3 separate regions of the Mus musculus genome follow, and regions 1 and 3 are each linked to region 2. The links are chromatin contacts, called in public HiChIP or PLAC-seq and Micro-C maps. All regions are on one chromosome and are shown on one strand. Each heading gives the region's core, a stretch centred on a gene start, on an enhancer-like site or on the middle of the called end of the contact. The rest is flanking DNA. Distances are from core to core; before and after follow the strand shown. Region 1 has its middle 9.8 kb from the start of Hjurp. Region 2 overlaps Dgkd (diacylglycerol kinase, delta). Region 3 has its middle 13 kb from the start of Inpp5d.

The links. A called contact is a pair of places that touch in the nucleus more often than the background predicts. HiChIP or PLAC-seq counts read pairs in DNA pulled down with a chosen protein or histone mark.
Region 1: a contact with region 2 is called in a Micro-C map of the G1E-ER4 cell line. The contact joins two enhancer-like sites. A contact is called at or near these places in 2 of 39 promoter capture datasets (both in the C10 cell line), 1 of 15 datasets of contacts at CTCF or cohesin (the NIH/3T3 cell line), 6 of 484 Hi-C or Micro-C datasets (the Ba/F3 cell line, the G1E-ER4 cell line, the HL-1 cell line and 3 more), 8 of 115 datasets of contacts at active chromatin or transcription factors (the 230-238 cell line, CD8 T cells, bone marrow-derived dendritic cells and 4 more) and 2 of 9 other capture datasets (adipose tissue and pancreatic islet).
Region 3: a contact with region 2 is called in an H3K27ac HiChIP or PLAC-seq map of regulatory T cells, with 6 times the contacts expected there. The contact joins two enhancer-like sites. A contact is called at or near these places in 1 of 39 promoter capture datasets (pre-B cells), 2 of 484 Hi-C or Micro-C datasets (the G1E-ER4 cell line and embryonic stem cells), 1 of 115 datasets of contacts at active chromatin or transcription factors (regulatory T cells) and 2 of 9 other capture datasets (adipose tissue and liver).

Annotation. Positions count from the first base shown.
Region 1 is chr1:88,285,512-88,289,345 of GRCm38.p6, forward strand. No RefSeq gene overlaps it. Among named protein-coding and RNA genes, the nearest start is that of Hjurp, 9.8 kb to the left of the region's middle. Within about 2 kb of position 2,155, at least 19 of the 459 cell types and tissues checked have an H3K27ac peak or open chromatin away from gene starts, as enhancers often do. A contact at or near this core is called in the G1E-ER4 cell line, where this site is marked.
Region 2 is chr1:87,932,896-87,936,922 of GRCm38.p6, forward strand. It overlaps Dgkd (diacylglycerol kinase, delta), which reads left to right. Exons shown (of 30, transcript NM_177646.3): 20 at 1,211-1,307; 21 at 1,499-1,606; 22 at 2,443-2,556; 23 at 3,389-3,523; 24 at 3,854-4,005. Among named protein-coding and RNA genes, the nearest start is that of Usp40, 74 kb to the right of the region's middle. Within about 2 kb of position 2,331, at least 63 of the 459 cell types and tissues checked have an H3K27ac peak or open chromatin away from gene starts, as enhancers often do. A contact at or near this core is called in the G1E-ER4 cell line and regulatory T cells, where this site is marked.
Region 3 is chr1:87,605,055-87,609,085 of GRCm38.p6, forward strand. No RefSeq gene overlaps it. Among named protein-coding and RNA genes, the nearest start is that of Inpp5d, 13 kb to the right of the region's middle. Within about 2 kb of position 2,762, at least 121 of the 459 cell types and tissues checked have an H3K27ac peak or open chromatin away from gene starts, as enhancers often do. A contact at or near this core is called in regulatory T cells, where this site is marked.

The DNA.
Region 1 (3,834 bases), core at 905-3,404, 350 kb after region 2:
GAGCAGTGCCTCTTAACCACTGACCCATCTCTCTAGCCTCAGTACATTTTAAATTTTAAAGTTGAAATAAAAACGGATTTGGTACAGCCTAGATTGATTAAGTCTTTATAAAGCCATAACACTATCATTTTTGCATCTTACCCCCTTTTTTTATTGTAAGAGGGGAGTCCATGAAGGCAAAAATAATGGTGTGAGTCACAGTGTGGCCCCTGGAGTCTTTCATCAAAGGATAACACTCTTCAGAGTTGCTGAGTTACACAGTTGCCTCCGGCACACGGTTATTCTAGTTTATTAAAAAGATTGCTTTTTCTTCCTGTCTTACTAGACCTTTGATCTAGTCAACCACCTGCCAGCTACTGCTGCATTTGTCAGTATGTCTGTCCCGTGTGTTTGTCCTGTTTCACGCCTTTGTGTGTCTAGTGTTAAGAATTAGCGTTTTTAGCTTTCCAGTGCTAACCAGCCCTGCAGTATCCTACTTTGCCTTTTTCTGACATTGGGTTTTATTTTCATTAATCATCAAAGGAAATACTGAAAAGAACACAATCGGTTTGGTGTGAGCTTCTGTGTGTCCTTGTAAACACAGCTTCTGTTCTTGGTGCCTAAATTCTTGTGAATCAGCATTGACAGGCAGGCAAGCAGACAAACACATGAACAATGAGAGCAGGCAGACACACGTGAAAAGCAAGAACAGGAGATTCACAAGAGAATCAAGGAGCATGAAGGCATTCGGGTAATGGACAATGTAGGTTAAAATAGGGGGTTCCAGATCAGTCCACACACTACTACATGAAGCCCCAGATGGGACCCCAAGCACAGCACAATCCATGTGTTGCACACCAGTGGAAGCACTCCTGTACTTCTACTACTTAGAAGGCAGAGGCAGAAGAAGGATCAGGAGTTCAAGGCCATCCTCTGCTACACAGCAAGTTCACAGGCTAGCCCAGAATACGAGAGGCTTCGACTTAAGAAAGAGACACACATGTGCAAAAGCTAGTTCACTATTCAACCCCAAAGTGTCACAGAGCAAATCCCATGCTGGGAAGCACGCGATGAGAGAGAAGCATGCGCTGCCAGGCATGCTAGGCGTGTGAGAAGATCTACGCATCACCTGGATGGGCACGTGATGGCTGGTAGTGCCAGTGATGCCCTGCAGACTACGGGGTGCTCTCATTCTTTACACCAGGAAAGCTGGCTAGCACCACGGGAGGAGAAAACAGAAGAAGATGAAGAGAGAGATGCATGGTGGGAAAATTTCCTGGGTCTCCTAAAGTGGGAAGGTTTCTCAAAAGAACGACACGCAGCTAGAGAGAATCCGGTGCAACTCTTGGCTGAGCCCTCAGCAGATGGGGAGAGGAGAGTGAACAGCAGAAGAAAGAAAAGGTAGAAAATCCTGCTAGGGGCCTGGAGCCAAAGAGGATCATGGGAGCTATAAACTCTAGTGCAGAACTCACAATTTTGATGCTTGGATAAACCCTGATGAGGGTGACCTGTTCACTGTCAAGGAAGACCGTGCCAAATGCCTGCAGGCTGTGGTGCCCTTCCGACCCGCCCCACGAGTCGATGAGGACCTCTAAGACAGTAGCGTCAACCCTCCCGAAAGTCAGTGAGCCCCTGCTGCCTCAGCCACAGGTTTCAAGGGAGAAGTGAAGGAGCATTGCGTGTGGTGCTAGCATTTGGAAGGTGCCTTCTGAGTGGCCAGCATAGTTCCCGGGGCCTGCAGCAGGGTAAGTGCTTTAAGCCATTCCCGGCTGTAGGGTTTGCACACTCATCCCAAGGAAGGGCAGAGGAAAGCATTTTTTAGGATATCCACTCTGGTCTGGATGAGAAAGGCAAAGGGTCTTCTAGGTCAAGACCGCAGACCTTGGAGTGTGAGAGAGAGCAAAACAAACAAACAAACAAACAACCCAGTCTTCCTCCCCTCAGAGTCAATGCTGAGTGTTTATAGCATAGCACAAGTGAATTTGGGGGCCGCCATTGGTATTATCTGGGGTGAGGATGAAGTGGCTGGGAGGACAGAAGATGGCTAGAGTGATTCAGTTAACATTTGGAGCCAGATTGGAGAAATGATGAAACAGCTAGCTAATCATTTATTTGACTGTCCAGATATGCTACCTTTTTGAGAAATTTTATTGGCTGAAACTAGAGAGTGATTAAGAGTGTCGGTTTCTCTTCCAGAGGACCCAAGTCTGATTTCAGTTTCCATTTCAGTTGAATATTCACCCCATGTAGCTCCAATTCGAAGAGTTCTTGTGCCCTCTTGTGGCCTCCATGGGCACTGCATGCAAGGGCTCATACCCTGCAGAGACACACATAATTAAAAATAAAATAAACCTATTTATTGGCACGGTAAAAGCAAACCATAAGGACTGCTTCAAAGCTGCGAATGCCTGAAAACTTCAACAAGTGTTCTCTCCCCGAGTTCAGCAGCATGAGGTCTCAAAAGACAGCACTGGTTCCCCGGTGACCAAGGCTGCCATGTTGGAGCTGGAGATTGACTCAAGGGAAAGTCATTCTCTGGACAGTGCACATAGACAGACATGTCCTAGAGATGCTAATTCTCAAATGGCCAAAAGGCCCCGCCTTTCAGTTATGGTGTTATAAGTATCCATTTGCCCATTAGAGCCATTCACTGAAGAACTGTGGGAAAGCCCAATGGGGCAAAGCAGGCAGAAGTGGGCCTGTGCTCTTAGGCAGGAACTCCTGTGGACCTTTGCCTTTTGCACTTTGAACTCTGCAGTCATTAATGCTGGAGTTTAGTCGATGACAAAACAAGCCTTATCAAGTCAGCCTAAGAGTTGGCTGACCCCCAGGAACATTGGTCTCAAGTGGTTAACTCCCCTATCAGGGTAGTGATCCCTTTGCAAACAGAAAAGCAGATATTTCATATTAACCAGTGCCAGCAATCAGTGTCCTCCATGGTTTCTGCCTTCACTTTCTGGTTTGAGCTCCTACTCTGACTTTTATTTTAGGATGGACCAAGACCTGTAAGCTGAAACAAACCCTTTCCTCCTCTTAAGTTGCTAGTGGTCATGGTGTTTGTCATAGCAACAAACACCAGGCTAGAACAGCTGTTCTCACTGCTTTCGCCATCCCTCAGCCTCTCATATATTCATCTGTTTGCTTATGGTCATCCCCTCCTCAACCCTACCCCACCCCTGAAAAGAATGGCCAGGAAGCCCCTTCTCTTTCTGTGCCTTCCTGCTTTGAATGGTGTCTGGTGTAGGGGTAGAAACAGTGATATTTCCTCAATGAACAAATGAATGCAAACAATATATTATGGGCTGTTCTAAAATAGGATTGTAAGTCTTGGAAATACATCTGACATTAAAATGCTCACGAAACATTAAAGTAGGACAGAGAAGATGTGAAATACACAGGCGTGAGTGGCCTGCTTTTAGAACATGTGCCCATGTGGCTCTTTCTTCTCCTGGGGCACGCACTGTGGCTGTAACTTTTGCAGTTGAAGGTGTTATGACCATATCAGTGTAAACTTCTATTTCTTCACAATGCTGTGGATGGCAGATTTGTCTTTCTTCTGTTAAGTCTTAGCAACATCATCCATACAACTTTTTTCTCATTAAGTCAAGAACCTTTGCTTTTGTTTTTGTTTTTTTTTTTAATGTATAACTTCTCTATGACAAGATTCAATTATCTGCATCACTGCTTTTTGTGGTCTGGTGCTGTGATTAAGTCAAAGAAGAGTAGCTTGAATGTAAGCCCTACAACATTGGTGAGACAACCAGGATGGGTACCAACAGGGCTAGCGGGAGGGTAGCATATACAGTTCAGATACACTGGACAGAGAGGTTTGTGTCCTTAGCAGGATGGATGGGG
Region 2 (4,027 bases), core at 1,081-3,580:
CCGGTTCTGCTTCCCATTAAGCCATGGCCCTGGGATTTCAGATATGCTCTATCGCATCCAGGTGTACATGGGTTATGGAGATTCAAACCCCAGTCCTTATGCTTGCATAGAAAGCACTTTATCCACTAGTCATCTCCCTATAATTTTATAGCCACAAGTCATGATATATAATTTTTTTTCTGAGCGTCACTTACTTCCTTTTCAGAGTGTGATTGCTTTCTTGGCAAAGTGTCAGTTTGTAGCATACTTCATCATTGCTAAATTTACTCTTCTTACATGTCTGAGAAGCCCAGACTGTTTTGCTCCAGTGTCCTGCTGTACACAGTTGCTGAGTCCCTGTGGGTTAAAAATGGTGTCTGGTTTGCCACAGGGCTATGGCTGCTTGTCAGTGGGTGTCAGGCTGCCGCACAACCCTGCTCCGGGGGTGGGGAAGTGCAGTCTGAGGTCCCTGGGGAACTGCCGGAGTTGGCTCGGGTGTCCTGGCCCACACAGAGGACAAGGACAACAGATTCTCAGACTCTTGGACACTGAAGATGCAGCTTGATGTTGTGGAAGAGCTGAGAACTGAGTAGGGGTTGGAGGGGCTGGCGCTAGCCTGGGGCGAAGGGAAAAGGGCAGGAGGAGAGCTCTGGATGGTTCCTGAGGGGAGAGTGTCCTAGGCTTGGTCAGGGCAGGTTGGCTGTGTGTCTGAAAATGTAGAGAGGCTTCCTGCATTAGATTAGGCATGGCTCTTTAGAGGAAGACCTGCTCCATTGTTCCCCACAGCAGGTCCCAGTGAGAAGAGGCAGTCCATGGTTTTAAAGCATTTATTGTTATGGTGGAGAGTTGTGACCAGTGAAACTTTCTCAGGGTGGGCCTAAGGTTAAATACCTTTTGCAGGGAGGAGTATCTGGGAAGGAGAGCTTGATTGGCTAAGCCCCTCAGGCCTTTAGGTACCTCATTTAAATGGAGCTCTGTCTTGAGGCTATGTGATCTATGGGTCAGGTTGATGGTCACATAATTATGGAGAGCTAAGGCCTCATATCAGGACCCTGGTGTCTAGAAGTGTGGCAGACAAGCGACTTCTGTCCCTTGCTGGGTATCTGGGGTTTAAATCTAGCTCAATTAGAAACCAGGCTGCCTTTTGAGGTCGCACAAGTCCCCAGGCTTCATAACAGTAACTCAGGTTATTGTAAGAGAGCCCTGTCCAAGGTGGCACTTCTGTTTCTAGGAGTAGGACTAAGAACATGATGTGGTATGGTGTCCTTGGCACCAAAGAGCTGCTGCACAGAACCTACAGGAACCTGGAACAAAAGGTCCTGCTGGAGGTGAGTGGTAGCCTCCTGGCCTGGTGGGTGACCTCCCAACCTTGGTTAGAGATGAGTTCTACTGAGCCTTGCCTGATCGTCCCTGAGGAGCCTTGCCTTGCCACAGGCCCAGCATATTAAATTGGTGCTAGGAAGAACTGGCACATACTGAGTACTGCTCTTTTCTCTCCATCTGCCTTTCTGCGGCGCAGTGTGATGGCCGCCCTATTCCCCTCCCGAGTCTTCAAGGAATTGCTGTCCTCAACATTCCCAGCTATGCTGGAGGGACCAACTTCTGGGGGGGCACCAAGGAAGATGATGTACGTATGGGGTTTGAGGTGGGTGGGCTGGGCTTAGCAAGGTCAGTGAGGCATGACTAGATGGGATATCTCCTTGGTCCTAACAGTGGGCATGGTGGAGGACCAGATAGACAGGTTCCCTCACCAATCGGCCTGGTGTCTAGAAGGCAGGTCTAGCACAAGATCAAGTGAGAAGCAGCTGAGACTTGAAGGAGAACTTAAATTGTCCGAATTGGCAGGCACTAGATGGAGAGTATCCTGTTTTGGCAGAAGAAAGGAGATGTGGAAGCTCAGAAGCAAGAAGGGGCAAAGTATATAGAGAACAGTTCCCCAAGTGCAGTGTGGAATATGTGCATGGAGGAGGGAGATGCCTGTAGGGCCTGCATTGTATGAGGCAGTAGAAGCCAAAGGCAGGAGTCTGGAGTTTATGTCAAGAACATAGGAAGATATTGACGGGCTTTAACCAAGGTTTGCATGTAATTAAAAAGCCAGCTTGGCACTTACTGCAGACTTATTTGTAGGCCACTGTTCTAAGTACCTGGAACCTGTTTGCACGTTCATTTTATATACCTCCCCCTCCTAAGGAGCAAGCAGTGTCATCTCCCTCTGAAGGACGGAGGACATGACTAACTTGCCTGAGGGCTCATGTCTAATAAATAGCACGTTTGAGGGCTAGTCTCAGGCATTGGGCTTCTGGGTAACAGATACCCAACCCTGCACTTCATTTACCACCATCACTGTACCATGTGTGGGTGTGGGCTTGTCTGTCTCACCAGAACCCCCAGAACAGGAAGCAGAGCAAGAGGGAGACGCGTTTGGGGAAGTGAGGCAGACAGCTTTCATGCTGGCCCTTTCAGACTTTTGCAGCTCCATCATTCGATGATAAGATTCTGGAGGTGGTTGCTGTGTTCGGCAGCATGCAGATGGCTGTGTCTCGTGTAATTAAGCTACAGCATCATCGGATTGCCCAGGTACTGGCCATGCTGTTCGATAGGTCTAGCCCACCCCCTTCTAGGACTCATCCCTGTTTGGAGAGGCAGGGTTTGGCCTAGGATGCTTGGATTTGCTCACAGTAGAGACCCAAGAGAGATGCCTAACTAGGACCTTAGAGGCAGCCCCACTCTGCCTCCCTCTCCCACTGAGTGCTCTGAGTCTTGCTGAGGTAGAAAAGGCCCAGATGAGCCTGGTCTGCTGCAAGAAGCAGTGCACCTTGGACATGGATCTGTCTGTGGCGATGACTAAGCCCACCGGGGCTTGACAGACAGCTCTGAGGTTAGCTAGAGAGGGCAGTTAGGTCAGGGCTCTTGGCTTTAATTCTGACAGCACTGAAGAGCTGGTACAGGTCCACCCACTTTGGGGGTGCAGGGAAGGAGTAACTGTACATACAGTGCAGTGCTGATAAGATCTGTTGGGTCTTCCTGCATTCTCTTGGTCCCCAACACTCAGCTGTTTAAAGTTTACCTTTTTGTTTTTGTGCACATTTTTGTAAAGAGTTGCAGAAGCTTTATCATCTGATGTTAGATTTTGCTCTGCCCAGGGATGTTTACATCTGGCAAGGACCATGACTCTTTGACCCCTTTAGCCTGATATCCGTATCTGTACCCAAGATCTTCTGGTTATACCTATCCCAGATGTGTGGGGAGGGAACAGTAGGGGCAGAGGGGGCAACAGAGCAGAGGCTAGAAAAGGAGGCCAAGTAAATGGCTGTGGGTAAGGAGTGGGAGTGCAGACACTCAGAGCAGCAAGGCCTGTGGGTGCTTTAAATCTCCTGGCACGGGAATAACAGTCTGGCATCTGTTTAAGTGTCGCACAGTGAAGATCTCCATCCTGGGGGATGAAGGCGTGCCTGTGCAGGTGGATGGGGAAGCCTGGATCCAGCCACCTGGGTACATTCGGATCGTGCACAAGAACAGGGCGCAGACATTGACCAGAGACAGGGTAAGAGCAATTGCCATCGAGGCCTGGTGGGGTCTGGGTTACCAGTGGCTTACTCATGGGCTCACCTGTACATTCATAAAAGAGGCAAAAGGGTTTCATCTTTGTTCTTGGATTTCTCTTCACCATACAGAGATTAGCTGACATAGTGGTGTGCCCTGTAGTCTCAATAATCTAGAGGCAGGAGACCAGTTAAGGTTATATAGTGAGACATGTTCTAAAAGGCACAAAGTTAAACTAACATACATAGCTTTTACCTTGCTGTGGGCAGATGGTGTGCTCGCCCTCTAGAGGGCACAGGAAGAAGTCTGACTCTGTGTTCTAATGTCTCAGGCCTTTGAAAACACCCTGAAGTCTTGGGAAGACAAACAGAAGTGTGAGCTGTCCCGCCCACCCTCCTTTTCCCTGCACCCTGAGATCCTGTCTGAGGAGGAAGCTACCCAGATGGATCAGTTTGGGCAGGCAGCAGGGGGCCTCATTCACAGGTAGGCTCTGCCATGTTCTTTG
Region 3 (4,031 bases), core at 1,512-4,011, 330 kb before region 2:
CATGCAGGGTTCCGATTTGGTCCTGGAATGGAGAGAGAGCTTGGGAGTGGGAGAGCAGAAGGGCAAGGCCAGGAAACGGGAGGGAGGCAAGGAGGAGCTTGGTGTGATGAGCAGGAAGCTGTCCTTTTATCCCAGGACAGAGCCAAGCAGACAAGGGTCCAATCAGAAAGACAAGACACTCCTAGCAGACATGGGAAGAGATAGCAGTGAGGGAGATGGCCCAGGAAAGAGCCTCTCCAAATAGCCCTGGGGCAGTGATACAAGGACAGATGGAGGCAGGACCTGAAGTAAGTGAATCCTAAGACATTATAAAGCTCATTGGATGTGGGTGGCAGGAAGAGGTGGGAATGGGGGGTGTCACCCTCCGACTTGGAAGAAGCCAGCTTGGTGGCAAAAATCTGGATAGGTGGTGTCCGGGGAAGAACAGGTTTTGGAGTGTAGATGGGAGAATTCACATGAGTGGGGTGTAAGTGCCTCCAGGATTATCCACAAAGGCAGGCATTGGGGAGATGTGTGGGTGGGAGCTTAGAATGAGGTCTGGCTAGGAACTTGGATTTGCAGGCTCTAGTCAGAGAAGGTATCCCCAGAGAGTGTAGACTAGACAACAGAAAATGCAGAAGGGGGGAGCACTCTCAAGCACCCAAGAGTATGGAGAAGACCTTGGTCACAAAGGAAAGCAGCGCTGAGGGAGCCTAGAGGATTTATCGAATGAAGAAGCTTTCAGGGTCTCTGGCTAGGCTGTGACAGAGTGGGTTGAGAGCTACAAGGTGGCCTGGTAGGCGGAGAAGTTTTTGGTCAGACCATAGGAGAGGGTAAGGCAGGTACAGGTAGGAAGTGATTACATTGTAACAGTCGCCAAGTGAGGACAATTAGACCCAAAGTGTCAGCTAAGCTAAGAGATGGGTTGATGGCTAGGCAAGAAGGTATGCTGTTGACCCCAGGGAGAAGCCCAGGGCCTGCCCTGCAGGTTTTTATTGAGCTGGTCTGGCTGGAAGCCTTTCATATTTATAGCCGAAGCTGAGAACCTGTGGCAGGGAGGGATTTTAAGGATAGGAACCATCACGCTTGCTCTCACAAGATGAAGGGGATGAGTGGGTGGGGAGGAGAGGAGAAAAGCCAGGACCATGAGAGATTTGAGAGCCAGTCCCAACTTGGTAGTAAGGTGACCTTGGAGGAGCAGAGTGTGTGAGAATAAAGGCAGATGCAGAGGAGGGTGGTCTGGGAGATCTGCTCTTCTTTGTGGGCAGTGAGGTGAAGAATTTTAAAGTCTGATGAATCTGGAAGTGAGCTGGGTAGAGCAGCATGAATACAGGAGATAGGGAACGGAGGAGGTTGGTGCTCAGCGGAGGCCTAGAAGTCCCTGGCTACCACATTGTTTGGACACATAACATGGGTTATTCTAGGGCTGGGGCTGCCTGTTTTTTTGTGTTTCTCTGGAGTTCAGGGAGTCTGGCTGGAATATTTCAGACAGAGATGGCAGAAAGGGGCTCTGAGGATGTCCAGGATCTGAAACACAAATGGGGTTGTGGACATTAAGAGTGAGGGAGACTGGGTGTGTAGAAGTGAAGACTGGGAGAAGGTGGGGGTGGAGCAGAGGCTGGGGACTGGCCAGAGGAGTGGAGCAGGATTTGGAGGCCATAATTTTGCTTGCCTGTGTTCTACAATTATAGCTACCATCAATAGAACTGGCTAAAGATTCAAGACTCAGGCATAGAGTAAAGGGGACTCCTGTCTGGTCCCTGTAAGGGAAGGAAATACCAAAGAGGGACAGTAGTGGTTTCCTAAGTCATTGAAGTCACAGGATATAATAGTCTGAGCTATGGGGAGCTTTGGGAGTTTGCAGACAGGAGAGGATTCTGGGAGAATGAAACCTTTGAGTAAAGGAATCGCAGAGTCTAGCAGTAAAGTTCTGATTATCTAATTCAAGGCTTACAGCACACAGTCCCATTCTGAGATCCTCAGATATGAGCTAGGAGCTCTGGTGTGCTGCTAATTTGCAGGTTGGTTAATCTCTCTGGTTCTCACTTTCTCAGGCGTGAAGTTGGAGGTTATGTCTGCCTTGAGGAGTATCTGTGTGGCCCGGACGAGGTAACTCATACATAAATGTTAGTGCAGTGCTTGCACCTAGAGGCAATCTATCGCTACAGTCCAGGTATTGTTAAGGGGTGAATTGTGGTGACTCCCAAAGTGACTGTCTCTGGAGATGGTGCTTTTAAGTAGCAACTAAAGTCGAACGAAGTCAGAAAGGTGGTAGGTTCAAAGGAAAGTATGGAAGGTAGCCGCCTGCCAGTCAGGAAGACAGCCCTCAGCAGAAGCAGCAATGTCAGAACCTTGATTGTGGATGCCCACCCTTTAAATGACAAGAAATAAATACCTGTTGTTGCGTTGTTGGAGTCACCGTCCATGATATTCTGTTGTGGGGCGTGATCTAAGACAAGTGCCCACAACGTGACAGTGTGGTGGTTAAGTGGGAAGAGGAGCCTGTAGCGGGGCAAGCGCTCTAGAGGCGTGGCTTATTGTAGAGGCTCAGGAGGTGGGGCAAAGAAGATGGACAGCATTCAGCAGGTGTCAGAAAAGGCTTATGGCCCAGGGTGAGGCAGCAGCCGGTCCCACAAAAGTGGAAAGCCATTTCAGAAACATTTTTTTTTAAACCAGGGTGTAACCCCGGAAACTCAAAGTCGGCTGAGGGTAGGGCGGGTGGCATAGGAGGAAGACGGGGCTGGGGAGAAGATTCTGGAACCCACAGTGAGGGTTTTTGGCAGATCAGTGAAGATAGCTGCTGGCTGAGGAAGCATAGAGGAAGAGGTAAAAAGTCTGAAGCAGGGAGCAGCTGACACGTAATCACCACAGAAAGCGGGTAGCTGTTGGCAGAAAAGGCGTTTAGGAAGCGCGGCCGCGGGCCCTGCCAAGGGAGGCTGTCGTGATTCACGCTTGGGAAGTGCTGGAGACCAGAACACAGGTTGGAGGAGGTCCAGGCATGGCACAGTGCAGTAAGTAGCCTGGCAACTGTGGTGGGCTGACCCTCTGGTCTGGGGCTTGACTCAGGGAATGGAGTCCCAGGGTGGAAAAAAAAAGATGAATTAGGAATCTGCCACCAGACTGAGCGTCTTCAGAGCGTTCTTCTGGGATGGTTATTTCAAATTGGTTTGTTGTTGTTGTTTTATTGGTTGGTTGGTTGGTTTTGTGTGTGGTTTTTTGGTTCTTGAGGTTTTTGTTTTTTTGTTTTTTTTGTCTTTTGTCTCTTTCATTTACTACTGTATCATTACTATTATGCCCTGTCCCTAAGAGTCCTGGCGACACTGGCTCAAGTTCTTACTCAATTCTTCCTACCCACTTGATCCCACCCATATCTTGTCACTGCCTGGTTTTCTGTCACAGCCAGGTTTCCCGTTTTCAACTATGCCATGAAGCACGGATCAAGACATCATGAGTTCTTTGTCCTCTTGGGAAATGGAGTCTGTTCCTGTTGCTGGCTTTATTTGAAAAGGGACGAGCTGGTCTTGATTGACACCTGAATGTTGTTCAGGCTTGGGGAGGCCAGAGGTCAAGGCGCCCCCTGGCGGTGGAAACTGCAAGGCTCAGGCCCTAACCTAGGGTTGTAGAAGCTGCGGGTAAGCTGTGTACTTGTAAGATGCTATCCTCCTTCAAAGCAAGGTTGTTAACCAGAGGTGATTCTTAGTGATGCTGGCTACACCCTGTGCCAGCATTCTGTGGCACCATTGGGTGCCAGGAGTCTACCCAATCCTGTGCTGGCCAAGGCACTGCCCTCCGGGCACTGATCATCTGAGTCACACAGGATTTCTATCTTATCCTAAACAACCCCCCAGGCCAGCCATGCTTCACTGCCTCTCACCCTTCAGCAGAGATGTCTTCCCCACTTTCCTGAGATACAGTGTGATTCAGATGGGCCAAATGTTACAAGGCTGGCCTTCAGACTCTGGCCCTGGTCCTGTGTATGATTCCATGTCTGATCTGAACTGCTGCAATAGAGTTTTCAGAGATACGGAGGAGAGATAGGATGAACTGAGGCT